Linked DNA regions of Pan troglodytes: region 2 is linked to region 1. A link is a contact called in public Hi-C data. All regions are on one chromosome and are shown on one strand. The core of a region is the stretch at or near the end of the contact, and the rest is flanking DNA. Distances in the headings are between cores, read along the strand shown.

Region 1 (6,445 bases), core at 1,435-3,934:
AAAAATACAAAAATTAGCCGGGAGTGGTGGTAGGTTGAGACAGGAGAATCGCTTGAATCCGGGAGGCAGAGGTTGCATTCAGCCGAGGTCATGCCACTACACTCCAGCCTAGGCAACAGAGCAACACTCTAGAACAAAACATTGACAGAATTTGTTTCTGGTTTGGATACAGGGGATTGGAGAGAAGAGTGTGCCAATAATTGGTTTGTTCATCAATTCAATGAAGATTTATTGAGCATCTGTTGTGGACAGCCCTATTCTAGGTTCTGGGGAGACAGCCATGAATGAGACAGCGATGGCTGCTTTTGGAGAGCTGACCTTCTAGTGGGAGACAGGCCACAGAAAAACAAAGCACATGGAACATAATGTCAGGGATGACGATGCTGTGAAGGAATGGAGCAGGTGCTAAGAACCTACTGGAACGGGCATGCTTAAGAGGTGCTGGAGAGGGTCAACTCTTGGGTGACTGCTTCGAGCAATGGGAGGGTGGGGAGCAAGGGTGTTGTACACACTGCGACAGGGCCAGGTTTGCAAAAGAAATCAAGACATGGCCACACAAACACTTCTGTGTGACTGTTCACAGCAGCATTATTCACAATAGCCAAAAGGTAGAAATAACCCAAATGCCCATGAACAGACGAATGAGTTTTTTTGTTTATTTGTTTTGTTTTGTTTTTGTTTTTGAGACAGTCTTACTCTGCTGCCCAGACTGGAGTGCAATGGCGCAATCTTGGCTCACTGCAACCTCCACCTCCTGGGTTCAAGCCATTCTCCTTCCTCAGCCTCCAGAGTAGCTGGGACTACAGGCGCCCACCACCACGCCTGGCTAATTTTTTGTATTTTTAGTAGAGATGGGGTTTCACTGTATTAGCCAGGATGGTCTCGATCGCCTGACCTCGTGATCCGCCCAACTCGGCCTCCCAAAGTGCTGGGATTACAAGCGTGAGCCACCGCGCCCGGCATGGTATTTTTACTGTATCTTTTCTATGTTTAGGTACACGAATATTTATCATTGTGCTACAATTGCCTACAGTTTTCAGTGCAGCCACAGGCTATGCAAGTTTGTCGCCTAGGAGCAATAGCCTGTACCTATACCCTAGATGTGTAGCGGGCTCTACCATCTAGGTTTGTGTAAACACATTCTGTGATGTTCACACAACAGTGAAATCGCCTAAAGACTCATTTCTCAGAACATATCCTCATCATGAAGTGACGCATGGCTGTATTATCCAGTGGAACATTATTCAGCCATGAAATGAAGCCCTGACACATACTGCAGCAAGGATGACCCTGAAAACGCTGTGCTAAGTGAAAGAAGCCAGACGTAAAGGACTCCATATGGTAGGGTCCCATTGTTATGAAATGCCCAGGCAATTCATCAAGACAGAAAGTGGATGTAGTAGTTGTTGGGTTGGGAGGAAGGGCGGAATGGGGAAGTGACTGCTCATGGATACAAGCTTTCTCTTAGGGGTGATAGGATGTTCTCAATGTTTTGTTTGTTTGTTTTCTTTTGTTTTGTTTTGTTTTTTGAGATGGAGTCTTGCTCTTTCGCCCAGGCTGGCATGATCTCGGCTCACTGCAACCTCCGCCTCCCGGGATCAAGCGATTCTCCTGTCTCAGCCTCCCGAGTAGCTGACATCACAGGTGTATGCCACCACACCTGGCTAATTTTTGTATTTTTAGTAGAGACAGGGTTTCACCATGTTGGCCAGGCTGGTCTCGAACTCCTGAGCTCAGGCAATCCGCCCACCTCAGCCACCCAAAATGCTGGGATTACAGTCATGAGCCACGGCATCCAGCCATGTTCTCAAATTGGTTGTAACGATGGCTGCACAACTCTGTGAATATACTAAAAGCTATTGAATTGTACACTTTATTTTGGTTTTGTTTTCATTTTAAGAGACGGGGTCTTGCTCTCTCACCCAGACTGGAGTGCAGTGGTTGCGATCTGGGCTCATTGCAGCCTCAACCTCCTGGGCTCAAGTGATCCTCCTTCCTCAGACTCCTGAGTAGCTAGGATTACAGGCGTGCACCACCACGCCCGGCTAATTTTTGTATTTGGTAGAGACGGGGTTTCACCGTATTGTCCAGGCTGGTCTCGAACTCCTGACCTCAAGTGATCTGCCTGCCTTGGCCTCCCAAAGTGCTGGGATTACAGGTATGAGCCATGGCACTCAGCCCGCATTGTATACTTTACATGGATGAATTGTGTGGTATGTGAATTACACCGCAAAACCGTTTAAAAAAGAAGAAAGGGTGGAGCCTTTCCGAACCTATTCTGGTTCAGGGGCTGCCAGATTCGCAAAATATTTTTTAAAAGAAAGAGAGAAATGGGGTGGGGGAGGGAGGAGGAGTGTGGGGGGGGGGAAGAGGTGGAGAAAGAAAAGAAAGAGAAAAAAAAGAAAGAGAGAGAAAGAAAGCGGGGAGGAAAAGAGGGAGCGAGGGAGTGGGGAGAGAAAGCAGGCGGGTTTGAGAGGTCAGTACTGAGTCGGCAGGAGGGGATAGCTGGAGACCGGGGTCGGGGTGTGTGAGTGGGGACAGTGAACATAAGTGCATCTTGTAGCACCTGATTCATTGTCACTCCAGAAATGTCACCTTCTTTCACTGTTTGGGGTTTGTGCTTATTGGGTCGTCACTATTGCCAGACTTGCTGCAAGAGAGGGTCAGCCCTGAGCCAGCAGGGGGCAGCAGAGCACCACACAGATCATGCACAAGCGCTGCAGCAACCTTGAGCCCCCCATGCGCCCACCCTGTCTCTGCCCCTTTCTTTACCCCTCTGGGAATCCAGAGAGTCTATCCAGCTCCAACCCCAAACCTGGACACCTCCCTCCCCACTCTCACGGCAGGCACCAGGCCCTGCCCTCCAGGCCTCTTGAACTTGGCCTTCTCCAGTACCTGCAGCCCAGCCCTGGGCCAGGCAGCTTCTCTCCCCTCCCTGCCCCAGCCTCCCGCCTGGACTCCTCCCTACTCCCATTCTCCTACCACACAGCAGCCCAAGGGATCTTTCTAAAGCCCAAACTCAACCTAGCCCCTTCCTGCTCAAAACCATCCATGGCTCCCCAGTGCCTTAGAGTCCAAGCTCCTCACCACTGCCTCCAACGCCTGCAAAGTCCAGGGGACGCTCAGTCTCATCTCTCAGCACCCACCGCCCTCTCACCTTCACCCCTGGTCTACAGTCCACCAGATTTAACTTCTTTCTGTTTCCCCACACACTGTGTACCATCTCACTTCCAGGCCCTTGCACACCCCCAGGCACACAGCTCCACTCTTCCTGCCCACCCCATTCACCCTCCAAGTCTCAACTCATACACCTCCTCCTCCAGGAAGCCCTCCTTGACCTCCAAGCTGGGTCAGATCCCTCTTGTGAGCTCACCCACCCCAGCCCCGCCCAGTCTGGGCCATCACTGCCTGGGGATGGGTCTGTCCCGCTGAACTATGAGCCCCATAAGCACAATTGCTATCTCCATCACTGAGGGGCTCCCAGCACTGACCAGCACAAGGCAGAGGCCCAAGGAGTGTGGATGCTCATTATACACATCCTTCCCTTTCCCAACTTAGCAGTCCCCATTCATTCATTGACAAACGTTTATTGAGCAACTACTATCACCAAACTCTGTTACATGAACTTGACTGGCATGAGAGAGGTGAAGATAAACCAGCCCAGCTCCTACTCTCAGGGAGCTTGAGGTCTAGTAGGGGAGATGACCTGGAACTCAATGTAATAATAATAATTAATAATAAACATTACCGAGCACTTATTATACGCCATGCACTATGCTAAGGGCTTTACATTTATTCACTGATATCCTCACAACGGTTCTGAGTGAAGTTTTGCCATTGAAAGTAATGGCAAAGCCAGGCGCAGTGGCTCACTCCTGTAATCCCAGCACTTTGGGAGGCCAAGGCGGGCAGATCACCTGAGGTCAGGAGTTCGAGACCAGCCTGACCAAGATGGAGAAATCCTATCTCTACTAAAAATTAGCTGGGCATGGTGGTGCATGCCTGTAATCCCAGCTACTCGGGAGGCTGATGCAAGAAAATCGCTTGAACCCAGGAGGCAGAGGTTGCGGTGAGCTAAGATCGCACCATTGCACTCCAGCCTGGGCAACAAGAGTGAAACTCTTGTCTCAAAAAAAAAAGTAATGGCAAATTGGCTGGGCGCAATGGCTCACTCCTGTAATCTCAGCACTTTGGGAGGCCGAGGCGGGCAAATCACAAGGTCAGGAGTTTGAGATCAGCCTGGCCAACATGGTGAAACCCATCTCTACTAAAAATACAAAAAATTAGCTGGGTGTGGTGGCAGGCGCCTGTAATCCTAGCTACTCAGGAGCCTGAGGCAGAAGAATCACTTGAACCAGGGAGGCAGAGGTTGCAGTGAGCCGATATTGTGCCACTGCCCTCCAGCCTGTGGGACAGAGCAAGACTCCGTCTCAAAAAAAAAAAAAAAAGTAATGGCAAAAGCCGCAATTACTTTTGCACCAACCTAGTACTGTGATTATCCCCATTTTACAGATGAGGAAACTGAGGTTAAGTAAGTGAAGCTGACCAGGCAAAGCGGCTTATGCCTTTAATCCCAGGACTTTAGGAGGCAAAGGCAGAAGGACCGCTTGAGCTCAGAAGTCCAAGATGAGCCTGGGTAACATAGCGAGACCCAGTCTGCACACACAAAAATATTTATTTATTTACTTTCATTTATTTATTTATTTATTTATTTTGAGATGGAGCCTCTCCCTGTCACCCAGGCTGGAGTGCGGTGGCACGATCTCAGCTCACTGCAACCTTTGCCTCCTGGGTTCAAGCGATTTCTGGCTTATTTTTGTATTTTTAGTAGAGACGGGGGTTTTACCATGTTGGCCACGCTGGTCTTGAACTCCTGACCTCAAGTGATCCACCCACCTCGGCCTCTCAAAGTGCTGGGATTACTGGCGTGAATTACCGCACTGGGCCAAAAATATTTAAAAATTAGCCAGGCGTGGTGGTGTGTGCCTGTGGTCCCAGCTACCTGGGAGACTGGGGTGGAAGGACTGCTTAACCCCAACAGGTCAAGGCTGCGGTGAGCTGTGATTGTGCCACCACACTCCAGCCTGGGCGACAGAGCGAGACTCTGTCTCAAAAAAAAAAAAAAAAGGTGAGGTCACACAGGGTATCAGTGGACAAGCTGAGAACAAAACCAAAGTTTCTAACACTGAAAATTTGTCTTCTGCTCATCCCAGCCTGAAAGGAAGGTGAACCAAGATGCAACCCATGCCCATTCAAGTGGGGTCTGTGTGTCCAGGCAGAGGTGTCTGCCCTCTACAAAGGGCACAGGGGAGAGAGTGATGCTTAACCCAAAGGAGGTCTCGCTGATGGTGGAATTTCAGGCACCGTGTTTATGTTTGGCCTAATTAGCTTGAGACCAGTGTCCTTGACGGGAACTAAGACGCCCCCCACACCCATCCCCGGCTCCCAGGCTCTCTCCACCCAAGTTCTGCCCACCAGGGCACACTGCTTCCCTCTGCCACCTCCTCTTCCCACGAGCCCTGGTACACCCTAGATTCTCAGGGCTGTGGCTCCTTGCTTTACAAATGAGTAAGTTGGTGGCAGGGAAGGAAGTGGGCTGGGCCATGACCAAGAGTCACTATGATTCACGGGGAAAACCCTGCCCTCCCGATTCAACTCTGTGTGCAAAAAGGTTTTGTGCGGGTTCCTAGGGTCGCAGGGTCAATGGATGTAGATAGACCACTAGAGGTATACACAGCCCTCTCACCACTGTCCACCAACTCTCCCACCCCCCGGGTCTGCCTACAGCCCTGGATGGGGATCCTGTACCGGGCGGGGAGGGTTGGACAGGTGTGAGTTGAGGTGTTGTTTACATGTTGAACACACTGGGGTTCCAGGTAAGTTTCCGTCAGAAGAAAGCACTTCACTGCTGAGGCAGAAATTTCAAAATATTGAACCACTTTTCGATCCTGGCAGAAGGGAATTTTCCCAGGGTGATAAAAGTGTTCTAAAATTAGATTTGAGTGATGGCTGCCCAAAAGGAATTATGATATTATTCAAGAAATCATGGCTTTGCTGAATAACTGAAAACTCGAACACTGAGCATTTGAAGATATTAAGGAATTGTTGATTTTTATGTTCGCTGTTTAGGTGAAATGATAGCATTGTGAGTGTGTTATTTTTAAATGAGTCCTTATCTTTCAAAGATACAGGCAGAAATAGCTATAAAATGATCTGATGGCTGGGATTTGCTTTCAAATAATACAGGAGAGGGCCGTGGGTGAGGAGAGGGAACCAGATTGCCTATGAGCTGAGCGATGGGTATGTGGTTGCGAGGGCAGACACCATTCTTCTATCTGCTTTCGATGGGTGTGTAGAATTTCCCATAATAAAAAGTGGTTTTTAAATTGTTTTGACCATTGGCCTCGCGCGGTGGCTCATGCCTATAATCCCAGCACTTTGGGAG
Region 2 (6,324 bases), core at 652-3,151, 89 kb after region 1:
CTGTGTAACACAGTGAGACATCATCTCTACTAAAAACTAAAAAAAAAAAAAAAAAAGCCAACGTGGCAGTGCATGCCTGTAGTCCTAGTTACTAGGGAGGCTGAGACAGGAGGACCACTTGAGCCCCGGAGGTCAAGGCTGCAGTGAGGGGTGATCCAACAACCACTGCACTCCAGCCTAGGAGACAGAGCAAGACCCTGTCTCAAAAATAAAATAAAATAAAATAAAAGTTAGTTATTACTATTATTCTCTGATTCAAAGTTCTCTAGATATGTGCACATTTGCGATCAGAACTTGGCCTGGTCTGACCAGGCATGGTGGCTCACGCCTGTAATCCCACCTCTTTAGGAGGCCGAGCAGGCAGGATTGATTGAGCCCAGGAGATCCAGGCTGCAGTGAGCTATGATCAGGCCACTGCACTCCAGCCTAAGCAACAGAGCAAGACCAAGCAAGACCCTGTATCACAGGAAAAAAAAAAAAAAAAAAAGAACTTGGCTTGGCCTAGGACGGGGCGCGGCCAGAATGCCTTGCTTAGGGGCAAGGCCCACAGCGCCCCGATGGCTGCCCAGCGAGCAACTGAGCCACCAGGCTGATGTTACAGGTTCTACAGGTTGGGTGAAAGCCACGCCCGGCCACCCCTACACAAATGAGTTGCTCCCCGCCCCCACAGTCTTGAACCCCATCCTCCCGCCTGGCTTCTTCGGGACTCAGGAGTATGTTAACTCTGGCCTGATTTCTCCCATGCCACACCATTAGGGGGACCCAGAAATCTTGTTGCCAAATTCCTGCCCCCTCATACACCCACTTTCGAACCCTTGCTTCTAGGGAACCCAAGGGCCTGGTGGCTCTGTGCCTCCTTCCTCGGAGACAGAGAGAGAGCAATGCCTCCCTGACCGGTTCCTCCTTGAAATCTCAGTTATCTGACCTTTAATCCCATGCCACGACCGAAGACCCATACCTTCGACAAGGTGCTGTGTCCAAGTCCCACCTCTCGGTAGCTCCCAGCCCTTCCCCTCCCCTCTCCAAGAAGAGTCCCGTGGCAGGGCAAAATGGCTCACGCCTGTAATCCCAGCACTTTAGGAGGCCGAGGCGGATGCATCGCTTGAGCTCAGAAGTTCAAGACCAGCCTGGGCAACATGGTGAGACCCCGTCTCTACTAAAAATACAAAAAATAAAATAAAATAGCCAGGACTGCTGATGCGCGCCTGTGACCCCAGCTACTCAGGAGGGTGAGGTGGGAGGATCACTTGAGCCTGGGAGACAGAGGTTGCAGTGAGCTAAGATCTCACCACTGCACTCCAGCCTGGGTGAAAAAGCAAGACCCTGTCTCAAAAAAGAAAAGTCCCAGGCCTCCCCTAGCCCCTTGCCCCTCTCTGAAGGGACCCAGATATCCTACCTGCACTTCCCACCCACACACTGAGAAGCCCCCTCCTACCGCTACCCACCAAAGCCACCCTACCCTGCTCCTTTTTGAGAATCAAACTCAAATCGCACCAGCTAATTTTTTTTTCTTTTTTGTATTTTTAGTAGAGACACGGTTTCACCATGTTGGCCAGGCTGGTCTCGAACTCCTGACCTCAGGTGATCCGCCTGCCTCGGCCTCCTAAAGTGCTGGGATTACAGTTGTGAGTCATCGCGCCCAGCCACATTTTATTTTATTTTTAAAAATTTTTTAGAGATAGGGCCTCACTATGTTGCCCAGGCTGGTTTTGAACTCCTGGGCTCAGGTGATCCTTCCACCTCGGCCACCCAAAGTGCTGGGATTACAAGCATGAGCCACCGCTCCCGGCCTCCAAATCCCACCTCTTGAAGACCCACGTGCCAGGTCCTCCAGCCCCCGCCCCCTTTGGAGACACTGGTACCTGCAGGCCCCTCCCCGGTTCTCTAGGACCCGCCCTCTCCTTTCACTCTGGGCGAGGCCGCGCCTAACTCAGCCGCACCGGTCCTTCCCGGCACACGCGAGGCTCCCATGGCTCTGGCGGTGGCCCCGTGGGGGCGACAGCGGGAAGAGGCCCGCGCCCTGGGCCGGGCAGTCAGGATGCTGCAGCGCCTAGAAGAGCAATGCGTCGACCCCCGGCTGTCCGTGAGTCCCCCTTCGCTGCGGGACCTGCTGCCCCGCACAGCGCAGCTGCTTCGAGAGGTGGCCCATTCTCGGCGGGCGGCCGGCGGAGGCGGCCCCGGGGGTCCCGGTGGCTCCGGGGACTTTCTACTCATCTACCTAGCCAATCTGGAGGCCAAGAGCAGGCAGGTGGCCGCGCTGCTGCCTCCCCGGGGCCAAAGGAGTGCCAACGACGAGCTCTTCCGGGCGGGCTCCAGACTCAGGTGAGCCTTCGCCCCAGAACAAAGTCCTCTGGGGTGAGGCCCAGGTCTTGCTCCCAGCCCCTCCTCCCCCAGACCCAGGAACTCAGGCCCCCACCCCCTCCTCCCTCAGACCCAGGAACTCAGGCCCCCACCACCTCCTCCCTCAGACCCAGGAACTCAGGCCCCCATCCCCTCCTCCCTCAGACTCAGGGCTCCAGCCCCCAGCCTCTCCTCCCTCAGACCCAGGGGTCCAGGCCCCAGCCCCTCCTCCCTCAGACCCAGGGGTCCAGGCCCCAGCCCCTCCTCCCTCAGACCCAGGGGTCCAGGCCCCAGCCCCTCCTCCCTCAGACCCAAGAACTCAGGCCCCCACCCCCTCCTCCCTCAGACACAGGAACTCAGGCCCCCATCCCCTCCTCCCTCAGACTCAGGGGTCCAGGCCCCCAGCCCCTCCTCCCTCAGACCCAGGGGTCCAGGCCCCAGCCCCTCCTCCCTCAGACCCAGAAACTCAGGCCCCCATCCCCTCCTCCCTCAGACTCAGGGGTCCAGGCCCCCAGCCCCTCCTCCCTCAGACCCAGGGATCCAGCCCCCAGCCCCTCCTCCCTCAGACCCAGGGATCCAGGCCCCAGCCCTTCCTCCCTCAGACCCAGGGGTCCAGGCCCCAGCCCCTCCTCCCTCAGACCCAGGGGTCCAGGCCCCAGCCCCTCCTTCCTAAGGGAACCTGGAAAATGGGCCACCCAGTTTTCTCCTTCCTTGGGCACCCATGCCCTCAGCCCGATTTTGCCATTTCCTTGGTCACCCAGCAGCCCAATTCTGGTTCCCACTATCCCACTATCTCAGAATTCAGGGACCCCATGGGGTTTCCTACATTGAGGATAAAATAAAAGTTAGCTATTACTATTATTCTCTGATTCAAAGTTTTCTAGATGTGTGCACATTTATGATCAGAACTTGGCCTGGTCTGGCCGGGTACGGTGGCTCACACCTGTAATCCCAGCTCTTTAGGAGGCCCAGCTGGGAGGATCAGGCCTCAGAATGTGGAGACCCCATGGGCTCCTAGGTGGAGGAGAGGTAGATGGACACACCCAAAGAAACTGATCATTAGGCCCCCATCACGGTTTCTGCCTGGACTACCCACTTGGTCTTTAGTTCCTGAGGAACAGCTGGCTCCAGACCCAGGACCTGCCTGGAGGCCACCCCTCTGCTGTTCTGCACTGAGGAAGGAATCTCAGAGTGACCGGGCAGATGAGGTTTGGGGCTCAGAGCCCAGAACAAGGTCTAGTTCAGTGACCCATGCCACTTCTTTATATTAAATATTTTGTAGTGTCTCTTTTTTTTTTTTTTTTTTTTTGGACACAAGGTCTGGCCCTGTCGCCCAGACTGGAGGGCAGTGGCACCATCATGACTCACTGCAGCCTCCAACTCCTGGGCTCAAGTGATCCTCCCACCTCAGCCTCCCATGTAGCTGGGACCACAGGCGTGCACCACCATGCCAGGCTAATCTTTTTATTTTTTGGTAGAGAGGAGGTCTTGCTATGTTGGCTAGGCCGGTCTCAAACTCCTGGCCTTATGCGATCTTCGTACCTCAGCCTCCCAAAGTGCTGAGATTATAGGCGAGAGCCACCATGTCCAGCCAAGTGTTTCCTTAATTCATCCTGAAAGGACATGCAGAGGTTCAACAACCTACCCACCTATAGTTTTTTAATCACTATAATGCCCAAATTATAAGAGAGTGATCAAAGGAATTTTTTCATAAATATTATCTATGTTTTAAATGAAAATGCCAAGGCACAATTATTCTTGGAAGGCAGAGCTGACTAGTCAGACACTCGTACCTGTAGGTAGAACCACTGTCATACAGAATCAAATAGTCTTCCCTTAATATATAGGAGAGCTGGATTTCTGCAAAATTCAGCATAATTTTTTTTTTTTTTTTTTTTTTGAGACATGGTCTCACTCTGTTGCCCAGGCTGGAGTGCAGTGGCGCAATTTTGACTCACTGCAGCCTCTGCCTCCCATGTTCAAGCAATTCTCCTGCCTCAGCCTCCCAAGTAGCTGGGATTACAGGCACCCGCCACCACGCAGCGATAATTTTTATAGTTTTTATTAGAGACAGGGTTTCACCATGTTGGCCAGGCTGTTCTCAAACTCCTGACCTCAAGTGATCCACCCACCTCAGCCTCCCAGAGTGCTGGGATTACAGGCATGAGCCACTGCTTCTGGCCAAAATCTAATAAAAGCCATGTATATCGATTTTAATTTTTTTTTTTTTTTTTTTTTTTTTTGAGATGGAGTCTTATTCTGTCACCCAGGCTGGAGTGCAGTGGCATGATCTCAGCTCACTGCTACCTCTGCCTCCTGGGCTCCAGCGATTCTCCTGCCTCAGCCTCCTGAGTAGCTGGGATTATAGGCGGGCGCCACCACGCCAGGCTAATTTTTGTATTTTCAGTACAGACAGGGTTTCACCATGTTGGCCAGGCTGGTCCCAAACTCCTGACTTCAAGTGATCCACCCACCTCAGCCTCCCAGAGTGCTGGGATTACAGGCGTGAGCCACCACGCCCAGCAGGAATGGACTCTTACCTTACACTGTTGAGATAGAGTCCAGAGCCTTATCCCTGCAGGTGTTCCCCATGAGGGGAGGAAGAGGGTGTCAGTGGGAGCCCCAAGGATAGCCAGAGTCCTTGCCCATCCCCACAGGCGACAGCTGGCCAAGCTGGCCATCATCTTCAGCCACATGCACGCAGAGCTGCACGCACTCTTCCCCGGGGGAAAGTACTGTGGACACATGTACCAGCTCACCAAGGCCCCCGCCCACACCTTCTGGAGGGAAAGTTGCGGAGCCCGGTGAGTAAGCCCTTGTCCTCAGGGACCCTCAGCTCCCGGAGCCCCATCCTGCCCTGGCCCAGGGACCCAGGGGTCCAGGCCCACAGCTGCTTCTTTCCTGGAGACCCTCCCATCATAGGCTCTGGGAGGCCTCAGCGGTGTCTCCCCCACCCCTCTCCCACCCAGGTGTGTGCTGCCCTGGGCTGAGTTTGAGTCCCTCCTGGGCACCTGCCACCCTGTGGAACCAGGCTGCACAGCCCTGGCCTTGCGCACCACCATTGACCTCACCTGCAGCGGGCACGTGTCCATCTTCGAGTTCGACGTCTTCACCAGGCTCTTTCAGGTCAGGGAAGGCCAAGGCTGGGAGCTAGACTCGGGTCCAGGAGGAAGTAGAGGGCTGAATCCTGGATTCCTGGGTCTGAGGGAGGAGGGGCCGGGACCTGGACTCCTGGGTCTGAGGGAGGAGGGGCTGGGACCTGTACTCCTGGGTCTGAGGGAGGAGGGCCTGGGGCCTGGACTCCTGGGTCTGAGGGAGGAGGGGGCTGGAGACCTGGACTCCAGGGTCTGAGGGAGGAGGGGATGAGGGCCGGGACTCCAGGGTTTGAGGGAGGAGAGGGCTGGGGGCCTGGACTCTTGGGTCTGAGGGAGGAGGAAGCTAGGGTCCCAAACTCCTGAGTTCTGGAGAAAGAAGAGCTTGGGGTCTTGTAAAAGGGATATGCCTGAGGCCCACCATGGTTGTGAAGGAGGTGGTTGGATCCTCGAGCCCTAGGGACTACTTAGGGATGTGAGCTGCTTCCCTGGTCACTCCCTGACCCAAGCCCTGTCCCACCCCAGCCATGGCCAACACTCCTCAAGAACTGGCAGCTCCTGGCAGTCAACCACCCAGGCTACATGGCCTTCCTCACCTATGATGAGGTCCAAGAGCGTCTGCAGGCCTGCAGGGACAAGCCAGGCAGGTAAAGGGTCCAGGGCTCAGCAGAACAAGGCTGCAGGGCTCAGGGATCTGGGCTCTGGGCTGGTGCGTGGTGGAGCCCAGATGTCCTTCCAAGAGTGGGAACAGAGGTACCCAGGACCCCAGAGAGTTGATAACTCAGAGGCAGGACACTGAGTGCCCCTCCCAGCCCGCCTCTTCTCTCGAGGCCTCCTGTACTGTCCCATAATCCTGCAGCTAAGGGACAGTGCCCGCTCTAGCAAGGAGCCC

What was found. A called contact is a pair of places that touch in the nucleus more often than the background predicts.
Region 2: a contact with region 1 is called in a Hi-C map of induced pluripotent stem cells, with 3 times the contacts expected there. The contact joins the promoter of CBLC here to the enhancer-like site in region 1. A contact is called at or near these places in 3 of 7 Hi-C or Micro-C datasets (induced pluripotent stem cells and stem cell-derived neural progenitor cells) and 1 of 1 other capture datasets (stem cell-derived neural stem cells).

What each region holds. Positions count from the first base shown.
Region 1 is chr20:47,642,622-47,649,066 of NHGRI_mPanTro3-v2.0_pri, forward strand. All of the region lies in intron 2 of LOC129138138 (a long non-coding RNA gene), which reads right to left. Among named protein-coding and RNA genes, the nearest start is that of CEACAM16, 13 kb to the right of the region's middle. Within about 2 kb of position 2,685, at least 1 of the 24 cell types and tissues checked has an H3K27ac peak or open chromatin away from gene starts, as enhancers often do. A contact at or near this core is called in induced pluripotent stem cells, where this site is marked.
Region 2 is chr20:47,732,779-47,739,102 of NHGRI_mPanTro3-v2.0_pri, forward strand. CBLC (Cbl proto-oncogene C) reads left to right here and starts at 1,902. Exons shown (of 10, transcript XM_016936170.4): 1 at 1,902-2,322; 2 at 4,998-5,144; 3 at 5,310-5,466; 4 at 5,958-6,079. The coding sequence starts at 1,970.